2 separate regions of the Sus scrofa genome follow, and region 2 is linked to region 1. A link is a contact called in public HiChIP or PLAC-seq data. All regions are on one chromosome and are shown on one strand. The core of a region is the stretch at or near the end of the contact, and the rest is flanking DNA. Distances in the headings are between cores, read along the strand shown.

The links. HiChIP or PLAC-seq counts read pairs in DNA pulled down with a chosen protein or histone mark.
Region 2: an H3K27ac HiChIP or PLAC-seq map of alveolar macrophages shows a contact between it and region 1. The contact joins two enhancer-like sites. A contact is called at or near these places in 1 of 47 Hi-C or Micro-C datasets (embryonic fibroblasts) and 1 of 2 datasets of contacts at active chromatin or transcription factors (alveolar macrophages).

The regions. Positions count from the first base shown.
Region 1 is chr18:30,930,107-30,935,041 of Sscrofa11.1, forward strand. The region is part of intron 1 of LOC106506806 (a long non-coding RNA gene); the gene reads left to right. Among named protein-coding and RNA genes, the nearest start is that of MDFIC, 190 kb to the right of the region's middle. Within about 2 kb of position 1,470, at least 4 of the 83 cell types and tissues checked have an H3K27ac peak or open chromatin away from gene starts, as enhancers often do. A contact at or near this core is called in alveolar macrophages, where this site is marked.
Region 2 is chr18:31,075,530-31,080,414 of Sscrofa11.1, forward strand. The region is part of intron 2 of MDFIC (myoD family inhibitor domain-containing protein); the gene reads right to left. Among named protein-coding and RNA genes, the nearest start is that of MDFIC, 48 kb to the right of the region's middle. Within about 2 kb of position 1,837, at least 1 of the 83 cell types and tissues checked has an H3K27ac peak or open chromatin away from gene starts, as enhancers often do. A contact at or near this core is called in alveolar macrophages, where this site is marked.

The sequences.
Region 1 (4,935 bases), core at 220-2,719:
TTGTATCCATACAATGGAATACTACTCAGCAATAAAGGGGCATGGATTTTTGATGAATGCAAAAACATGGGTGAGCCTTGAACACATTATACTAAATGAAAGATGTCAGACACAGAGTAGGTATTATATGATTAAATTTTAATGAGAAGCAAAAGCAAATTAGTGGTTGCCTGGAGACACGGAAAGAAAAAGGGATAGACTTCAAAGGGTGAGGAATCATCTTTGTGGAGTGATGGACATCTTTTGTGTCTTAACTGTGGTAGTGCTTTCACATACATACAACTTTCAAAGTATATGGAATTGAATAATGTGTTCAATTTAAATAGGTGCATCTATTGTACTTAATTATTCCTCAATAACATTGATAAAAGTATTCAGCACCCATGGGGCTGGGGGGTAAGTTGTGAAATAGGTAAATTATTATAATTAACAATTCTACTTTATGCATAAAGAAACTCATTCTAAAAGGTCATTGCATTGTGCTTACAAGTAAGCAGCATAGTAGCAATCTGAAGTCTAAGGATTTATCTCAATACCGTGTGGTATTCCCACTCCACTTGATCCTCCTAAGGTACATCATAGAATTTGGAGGAATGAGGTTACTCAGTGTTTTAGTGTGTAGGCTCTGGAATCATGTATTCCTGCACTTGAATCCTGGCTTTACTGTTTATAAGCTGTGATCAATTATGCACATTCTTTCAGCCCTAGTTGTCCTATCTGTGGAATGCCAATAATAATAATTATACCTACCTCATGGGATGTTTATGAACATTAAAGACACAGTACAGTGTACATAAAATAGAATCATGCCCACCATGTTGTCCAATAGATGTTAGCTATTGTGCCTCATGTTCTTCATTTGTATGAATATAGTAATATGTTCTATCTGTAGTGAGTTGAATGGTGGCCTCCAAGGACTATGTCCATATCCTAGTCCCTGGATCCTGCAAATGTTACTTTAATTTGGAAAAGGGTCTTTGCAGATGTCATTGCGTTAAAGATCTTGAGATGAGGTGGTCATCCTGGAATATCCAAATGAGCACAAATCTAATGACAAGTTCACTTATAAGAGACACAGAGGAGACAGACAGTAGGGGAGGCAATGTAACCATGCAGACAGAGATTGGAATGATACAGCCACAAGACAAAAAATGCCAACAGCCACAAGAAGCTGGAAAAGCCAGAGAATAGATTACCTCTAAGAACCCTCAGAGGTAGAGCCTCTTCACTGAATTTGAGGTTGCTAGACTACAGCATTACTAGATAGTAGATTTCTATTTTGTATGCCTCCAAGTTTGTGGCAATTTGTTAGAGCAGCACAAAGAAACTAATACGTTACCTCACAGGATCATTGAAGGATTGAAGTTGAAGTTAAACTTCTGGTGCCAGTATGTAATGCATTATGTGAAGATCAGTTATATTGTGGTTGTTGTTCTTAGCAACCAAATTCCAACTCAGAAATCTGTAGTCACATGGCCTCTGACTTGGAAGACATTGTGAAATTAAAGAAAGCCCCATGGTTAATTTCTTCAGTCTAAACTTTAAACTGATTTGTTTTGCTTTCATTTGTCTACAACAATTCCTTTAGGAAATTGATTGCTTGATGCTAATTTTAACTGTATTCATTGTTAAGTGCTCTAGGATTGCAGAACAAAGGGCACTGTAGGATGTGAGACTATATTGTTCTCTGCTATATTCTAAAGGGATTTATGACATAATTTTAAGCTAGACTCATATTTTCTATTTTTTTTAAATTTCCACTGTACCTACTTCTTTAAAATTTTATTTTTTCCAAATCTGCATCTCATCAACACAGTAATATTTTAGAAGTATTCCATTTAAAGCTCTACATATACAGTATATCAGAATGATAAATTAAAAACAAGAACATTGTCCACTTAACATGCTCTCTGTGCAGTGGCAGAGCCAGATCACATTACCTTTGTATTTTCCAGAATGCATACTAAGCATGACACTGCTCTACATTTTTTTGTAAATAATTAGGATATCCTTACACAAATCACCATTTTATCCTATCAGTTTAGGACTGTGGTTTTCATCTTAACTAACCAGCCACTTAATTCATTAGAAAGAACAAATTGTTTCACTAACTAATCTGACAATTCAGCCATAATGCATGGACTGCAAGTGTAGATGCACCTAGAGAAAAGCACTGGGATAAGCATCTGCTCCATCGCCTAGTCATGAGTACCTTGTGTTCAGTGTCCATCCCATCCATCTCACAAGCTTAGATCCAGGAAGAAAGACAGGAAGAGGGATGCAGAGAGCAAATCACTGGCTCTCCAAATTCCAAGAGTCTTGAATTACAGCAAGAGAGAAAAGCAATCAGGGTGTTCTCTATTTCTTTATTGAAAAGGGACCACACAGAGTGAGCATCAGTAACAAAATACAACTGTGAAAACAAGAATTTGGCAGGAAGGAAAGGTGTGAGGAGGAAGGTGAGAAGGGCATATTTGGAAGTATTCTACCTCATTTTTCCTGGGAATAGTTGGTGAGCCAACAACATAAATCCCCCCCCCCAAAAAAAAAGCTTAAAAACATTCATTATCTTGGAAGGTCATTTATTACACATATATGAGGTCAAGACTGGTATTCTATGAAAGAACAAGTGAGTGTTGTAAGTGGGCTTGAATTATTAAGAAATGAAATAACATGTTTATTTTCCTAAAAAAACCTCGATTGAGTAATATATTTCAAAACACATTTGGGTAAATAAAATTCCAGAAGGCATTTGTTCTTTCTTGAGTACTTAAAAACTAATAGAATATAATTTCTGAGTATATTATTAAACTTTAGTTAGAAAGCAAAGCTTGTTTTCTCCAAAAAAAAAAAAAAAGCATTCTTCCAACAATGTAGAATTTTCCACATACCTATAAAAATGCAGGGTACTCTAGGTGCATGCTAAAATAGTTTGAAAATAATTTATTTCTTATCAGTATATTCCAATGATTTGTTTCATAATCATATTTGATACAGAATTCAGTGAAAAGTAATGGTGGTGAATACCTATATAACACAGGCAAAATATTACTTCTAAAGTGGTAAATGAAAACTTCTAAAATATCAGACTTCAGATGAAAGTCATGTCTATTAGAAAAGGTAAACATTAGCTTTGGAAGAACAAATGGAATGTTTCTTAACAGGTTTGGCAAGATGAGTGGAAAGTATTTCTCATACACATTTTTTTTTTTTCTGAACAAGGGATAATTTGTGAAGGGATAAATTAGTGTAGGAAAAACAAGTTGGGAATAGATTGTAAGCAACAGTTTAATGAGTCCCATCCACAGATTCCCAGAAACTGTTAAGCATTGAGATTTGTCACTAAATATATGGTAGTGATTACCTTGAAAACCTCATTCAACTTAGAAACATACAGTTCATTGTCCCTAATGTTATTTTTTCTGAGTATTTTTGCATGTGTACAAAGTTTGCCCAGAGCTTGGAGACTGTAATTTTCCTTCTATAAATACATGGATTATCAGTGTGTTGGTTTTTACAAATACCAGTGAACAGCTGTAATTCAGACACATTTTTATGGTAGAAGTTTCCAATTATCAAGCAGAATCAATTGATAATAAGAACTTCAGCATTTATTACATACCTGGCATTGGGCGAGAAAGAAATGTTAAAAATGTGATGTGGTCACTGTTCTTAAGAATTTTACTCATTTCATTAATGAATTAAAAATAACACACAAGAAATAAGTAATAAGTGTGTGTCACTTATAAGTGCCATAGGAGTTCAAAGAAAGGAGAATAAAGATGACATTTAGGGAAGATTGAGATTATGCTGATATGCAAGGAGTATAGGATTTAACTGTGATTTTCAAAGAGGGAAGAATATCAGATTCTTTTGAAGTGGAAAGGAAGGGTGCTATTTGGGAAAAAAAAAATGCATGTTCAATATTACAACACTTTTATATTTAAAACGAATTCTAAACCAATGATTTTGGCCTTCTAATGCAAATCAAGGAAAGTAAACCTTTACAAATCCCAAGCTAGTAGGATAAACAAAAACTATAGTTCTTAATGGGGTAAGGGAAAGAAAGGCATATCAGAATCTCTCAAGGCAACAGAAATTCTGGTTTGCCATGATTGAGAAACACTGGGGAAGGGAACACAGTGGATGGAGATTCACTCTGGGTGCTGATGAGGGGGATCAAGAGGAAGTGGGAAGGACCTTGAAATATGTGGAATAGGCTAAAGATATGGGAGAGGAGAGTGGGGCTGATGGATGGAGAGGCTATTGGAAGATAAAGTAGCAAGCTAAGGTGACTGGACTCAATTTGATGGACAATAAAGAGCCACATTTGACTCATAAGCATGGGAGTGTTAGGGTGAGTGGAGCTCAAGAAAGCTAGTCTACCTGATACAGATATACAGGATGAGAAGGAACGATTGAGAGAGAAGAAAATGGAAATAGATGAGTTAGAAATCTATTGGGAAATTTAACTATGATGAGCCAGGGCTGGAGATCATGTGAGGTAGTAGGCTTTCTTCTGTCCCAAAGATATAGAAAGATGATTTCCAGTCTAGAAAACTAAAAGGACTTATTGATACTAACCTGATCATGAGGGTAATTTTGCCGGGTGAGGTTTATCCATTGTATACCAGATGCACTGAGCCCAGCAATTTCTCTAAATGTTGGAAATCTACTGTGTAATTTGTGGTGGTGGGTGATTGTGTTCATATGTTCCCTTAAGGGAGAAAATAAAACTTACTGTAACCATGCCCACACTCTCAACCTTACTTCCCCAGAGTGAGTACCTGCAGGCATATTATTTTCATGCAGTTAGAAGGGCAGTTAGTTGGAAAACATCGTCAATAGTTTAGGGTGCAACCCAATTACAAGGACTTATCTTATGCTGAGGTATAAATTCAGCTGGGTTGGCATTCTCCTTGTTTAACTTTGATA
Region 2 (4,885 bases), core at 587-3,086, 150 kb after region 1:
ACAACAAGTCAAGAAGGATCAGACCATTAGTTAAACATGTTTTTGATCCTGATAGTGTTTCACCATGAGGTTTATGAGCAAAGATTTTTAAAACTATTACTATATTTCCTAAGAAATCACTTGAAAAGCAGCTTATTTGACTGTCTATCACAAAGGGATAGACCATATTCAAGTCTTACCTTTTTAAATAACACACCAGAAATACTTAACATGTACAAACACAAAGCAACATATACCACAGTAAAATGAGGGTGAATAGCACTCAAAAAGCAAATACTGAAAATCTCAAATATTTGAAAATTCAGAATTCACCCAGAGGCTTTACACACTGATTACAGCTTTCAAGGACCACAAAGCATATAAAAAGACACCCCCTTAAGAAGTGTGCTGCACTCTTAGGTTTCTACTTAATACACACATCCACATACTTGGGTAGGTGCAGAACTGCTTTCTGACATGGGTCTTAGACCCCGCTCTGCCTCTGGGTGACTTTAGCCCTCCCCTGGGTGATAAGGGGCTCTGGTGGAGCAAGATACAACTCAAAAAAACTTGAAATGAAGGACTCACATCAAACAGAAAAACCTGCATCAGAAGGCTATTAAAATACAAAACTAACCAAGGCAAGATTGAGGAAAATGAAGATCACTCCATCCTATGCTGGAAAATCAGCAGTCAATATGAAATTGCAGCAAAATAGTCAATTAGACTAAGCAGCCATCAGCTCTTGGAACACTGCTTGTATACACATAAAGCCTGATGCTTTAGGGTACTCTGCAGCAATCTACCCATATATTGGTATATTGGATTTCTCATGGCTTTTGGTGGCTGCTACAATAAATAACAAATTCATTCTGACTGGCCAACATAAAAGCCTACCAGAAAAAGTAGACAGTTTTAAAAAGAAAGTTTTTTGTTTATTTGTTTTGTTTACCTGCAAGAAAGCAATACAGCCAAAGCCAGAAACACACAAATAAATGTGCTATTGTGTAAATCTAAAGAGGCACTCCCCTCTGTAGAGACAAACTTAGACATTCCATGCTCCTGGGTTGGAAAAATTAATGTTGTAACAATGGCCATACTACCCAAAGCAATCTACAGATCCAATGCAATCCCTATCAAATTACCCATGACATTTTTCACAGAACTAGAACAAACAATCCAAAAATTTCTATGGAATCACAAAAGACCCAGAATTGCCAAAGAAATTCTGAGGAACAAAAACCAAGCAAGAGGCATAACCCTCCCAGACTTCAGGCACTATTACAAAGCCACAGTCATCAAGACTGTGTGGTACTGGTACCAAAACAGACATACTGACCAATGGGACAGAATAGAGAACCCAGAAATAAACCCAGACACTGACGGTCAATGAATCTTTGACAGAGGAGGCAAGAACATGAAATGGGAAAAAGACTGTCTTTACAGCAAGAATTGCTGGGAAACCTGGACAGTTATATGCAAATCAACAAAAAGGCTTTCCTGCCTGAGTGCAAGCCTTGGTGAGGAGAGCACAGGCTAGATTTCTGCCCCCACTTGCCTTTGTGCAATTCACAGATATAAAGCCATAAACAACAGCCCTGGTAGCCAGTGATGTGGGACCACTCAAGTTCAGATGTGTTATCAAAACTTCAGCAGCCAAATTATTTGTTTGCAGCCTAAATGCATCGTGCTGATTAGGAATATTTCAGGTGCTGGAACATGGAAGAGGGGGTATCAGGGAGGTGCAAAAATGGAAGCCTGAAACTCCAGGTTCTCTCAAGCGCTTCTCCCACTCAGCAGTTTATGTAACTCCTTCACAGGGGAAGGAACCAGCCTGGGTCAAGCCTCACCACCCACAGAAGTAAAGCTAGTGGCCGGAAGCCATTAAATCAAATCTAAAGGAGACAGAGAAAGCCCTGAGTGCTAAAGCAAAAGTGGTAAAGCAAGGGACCCTCTCAAAGATCGTTATTTGACACAACTTTCTGTGACAGTGACCAGAAAAGGAAGTATGCTACCACCATCTTCAAACAAAAAAGGTGGGAGGATATTGATAAGCAACGAATAAAGACATTAAAGAAATTATATTGCTAGAAAAAAATGTGTAGCCTAGCAAGTAAAGACTTGTGACCATTCCACCCTAAAGCAATCCCTCATTCTACGTCCTTGTTACCAACAGGAAAGAACTGCTAAGCCCCCTGTAAGGGAAACCTCTCCGAAGCCCTTCTCAGAGATAACCATAAAGGATGCCCAACACTGGCCACAGAAGCCAGGTCAAGGTTAGGGAAACAGAGTTCATGGTCACAGCATCTTCTGGATTATCCTCAACCAGGGGAATATGGTATTCCCTAGACAGTTACTGTACTTGTGAGTTTACACCGTGGCTACCCTCTACTTCTTCACATTATGCAGAGAGGTTTTAAAGCATAAGGTCCAGACCATGAGGCATTCCATCCAAACGTGATTGAGATCAGATTGCTGGATCATTTCAGAGGAGGAATAAAGATCACCCAGAGGTATGTGGAATAATGACTATATGACACTAGTACTAGATGTATCATCTGCATGTGACTTTGATTTGTCTCTCATTAGGGAGAGGCAAAATACACAGTGTTTGTTCAAAAGATAACTGGATCTCATTAGGTAGAAATATTTTGAAATGATACGTAGGAAACAAATATATCTGTGTATATACACACAGAGAAATGTGTGCTGACCAGCTAAGGACTGAACAATAGGAGATAGCTATTCTCAGTCTAACCCAACGTCACCCTCTTTATTCTGGTGGCTGTATAGTATTAATGAGAGCAGGATCTCAATTTGCTGACAAAAACCCTTCAAAAGCCAGTATTTTCAGTTACATATGTTTTGTACACACAGCTTGACAACTCTAGGCATTTGCTGAATTGCCTTTGATTATATGCCAAGTGCCTTAAGGACAAGATTCTGTCTCTCGGAGTCCCATCAACCTTATCAGGCACATACCTGCTGACAAAAAAGCCTTGTACAATGTTCAGCACCCAGTGGACACCCAGTGGAAATTAACTGATGATGATAAATTATACTAGCTTTTAAGCTGTCACTTGATCCCCAGTATATAACAGCCTTCCTGAATAAATCTAGCAACAGTTTGGTATTCAATACCATTATAAACTTCATCCTTCACCTTCATGAGTCTAGGGAATTGCTATAAAAGCATAATATGAGTATGGTGGAGCCATGGCGAGGATTTGAGAAACTCTCTCAGTTATAACAAGGGAATTAAAGATTCAGTTACAGATATCAAACTATGCATAGGGCAATGCATCGAAAATACTAGTTAAATGACCTTTTTGAAAACAGCCTAAGCAAAGTCAGTACTAAATTACATAGCTAAAAGTTTTCCTCCTTCCCTGTAATAAAAGTAAATCCAACTTAACATACAAGTCAAACTGCTATCTCCTTGAGATTACCGGAGTGGGAATGCAAATGAAGTTCCAGTTAGGAGATACAGAATTAGAGGAAGCTATGAATTGCTAAATGAAACATTTAAAAATAAATTTATTTTCAGTATCTTACACAAGATAAATCAGAAGAAAAGTAAATACTGTTATTATGAATTCCCCAGAGCTTTAAGAGAGCACGTAACCCTCAAAGTTCACTGCTGAGTACTTGTTATTAGGATGGCTTTTCATTCTTCAATAAATTCCTTTAAGATATGGCCCAAGACAAGGAAACCTTTGTACTTTACTCCTAATAACAGTTCTCATTATAGATGATGCTGTCTCTGACATAAATTTAAAAATAGGACTCCAAGCAAAGTTCTCAGAATTGACTGTAAGACTGGGATGGTCCTGATTATTGGGTCCAACCCCAGTAGGAGAACCTGGTGAGTTTCCTACTAAGGAAGTAATAAATAAGCTGCCTCTGGCTAACAACAATATTCAGAAAAATGGTGCAATAAAGTTTTTCACATCTGTGGAGGTGGTATCACATGTATGAATTTAAAATTTTTCTTGTATGTGAACAACAGAATATAAACTTAAACATAATGGAATGGTTTCAATACGCAAATAACTAAATAAAACTAATACTATTTTCTCATTATCTTTTCTTCTCCTAGATGAAATCTGTTCTTTCGCCCTCTGCCAGGCTGCTTTAAATTTTGGGAGCCTGATTTAAGGAATGTCAATTTTAAATTCTTGTCTTCACCAGTAAATCAAGATAATTTTATCCTCTGTGGGAATAAAATGTTACCCAAACATAAGCACCAGGAAATGACTAAATACAGACGGAACCAAACTCATTAACCACATTTAAAGATGAATATGATTGAGATCATTTACACAAGCATCTCTTCCTCTAATTGTGCCATTAAAACACACAAAATTCATCAAGGTACCTTTGGCTGTATACTAACTTAAATAGATTATTATAAAGTGTTTGTTGAGTATAGGTTCTAGTGCCAGCCATTGCTCTAGGCATAAGGGATATTACAGTGAACAAAATTTACAAAGACCTTGCCTGCACAAATGTAGTATTATGTGTTACCTTGCATTACAAGAAATCCAAAGATAAGAAGCCCTAGAATTATTAATTTCACAAGTTCTATGTTTTCACTTCCATCCTTTGCATGCCAACTTTCCCATCTGACTGTTCCCCTCAAAGTTACAAGCCTCTCTGATGTGGCTCCAGACACCATATCCAGAAATGATGACAGTCCTTGACAAAAGAGAGCTCTTTCCGACTGTCTCATTAAAGAATAGAAAAATGCCATTTTCAGAAACCCTCTGGGGACATCCCTTAAGTTTCATTGGTCAGCACTGTGTCACGTGCTGAGTCCAAATCTTCCTCTCTGGCCCCAGAGCAAAATTTGTTTACAGGTCTGCACTCTCTACCAGACCATATGTTCCTTTGTGCAAGAAACATG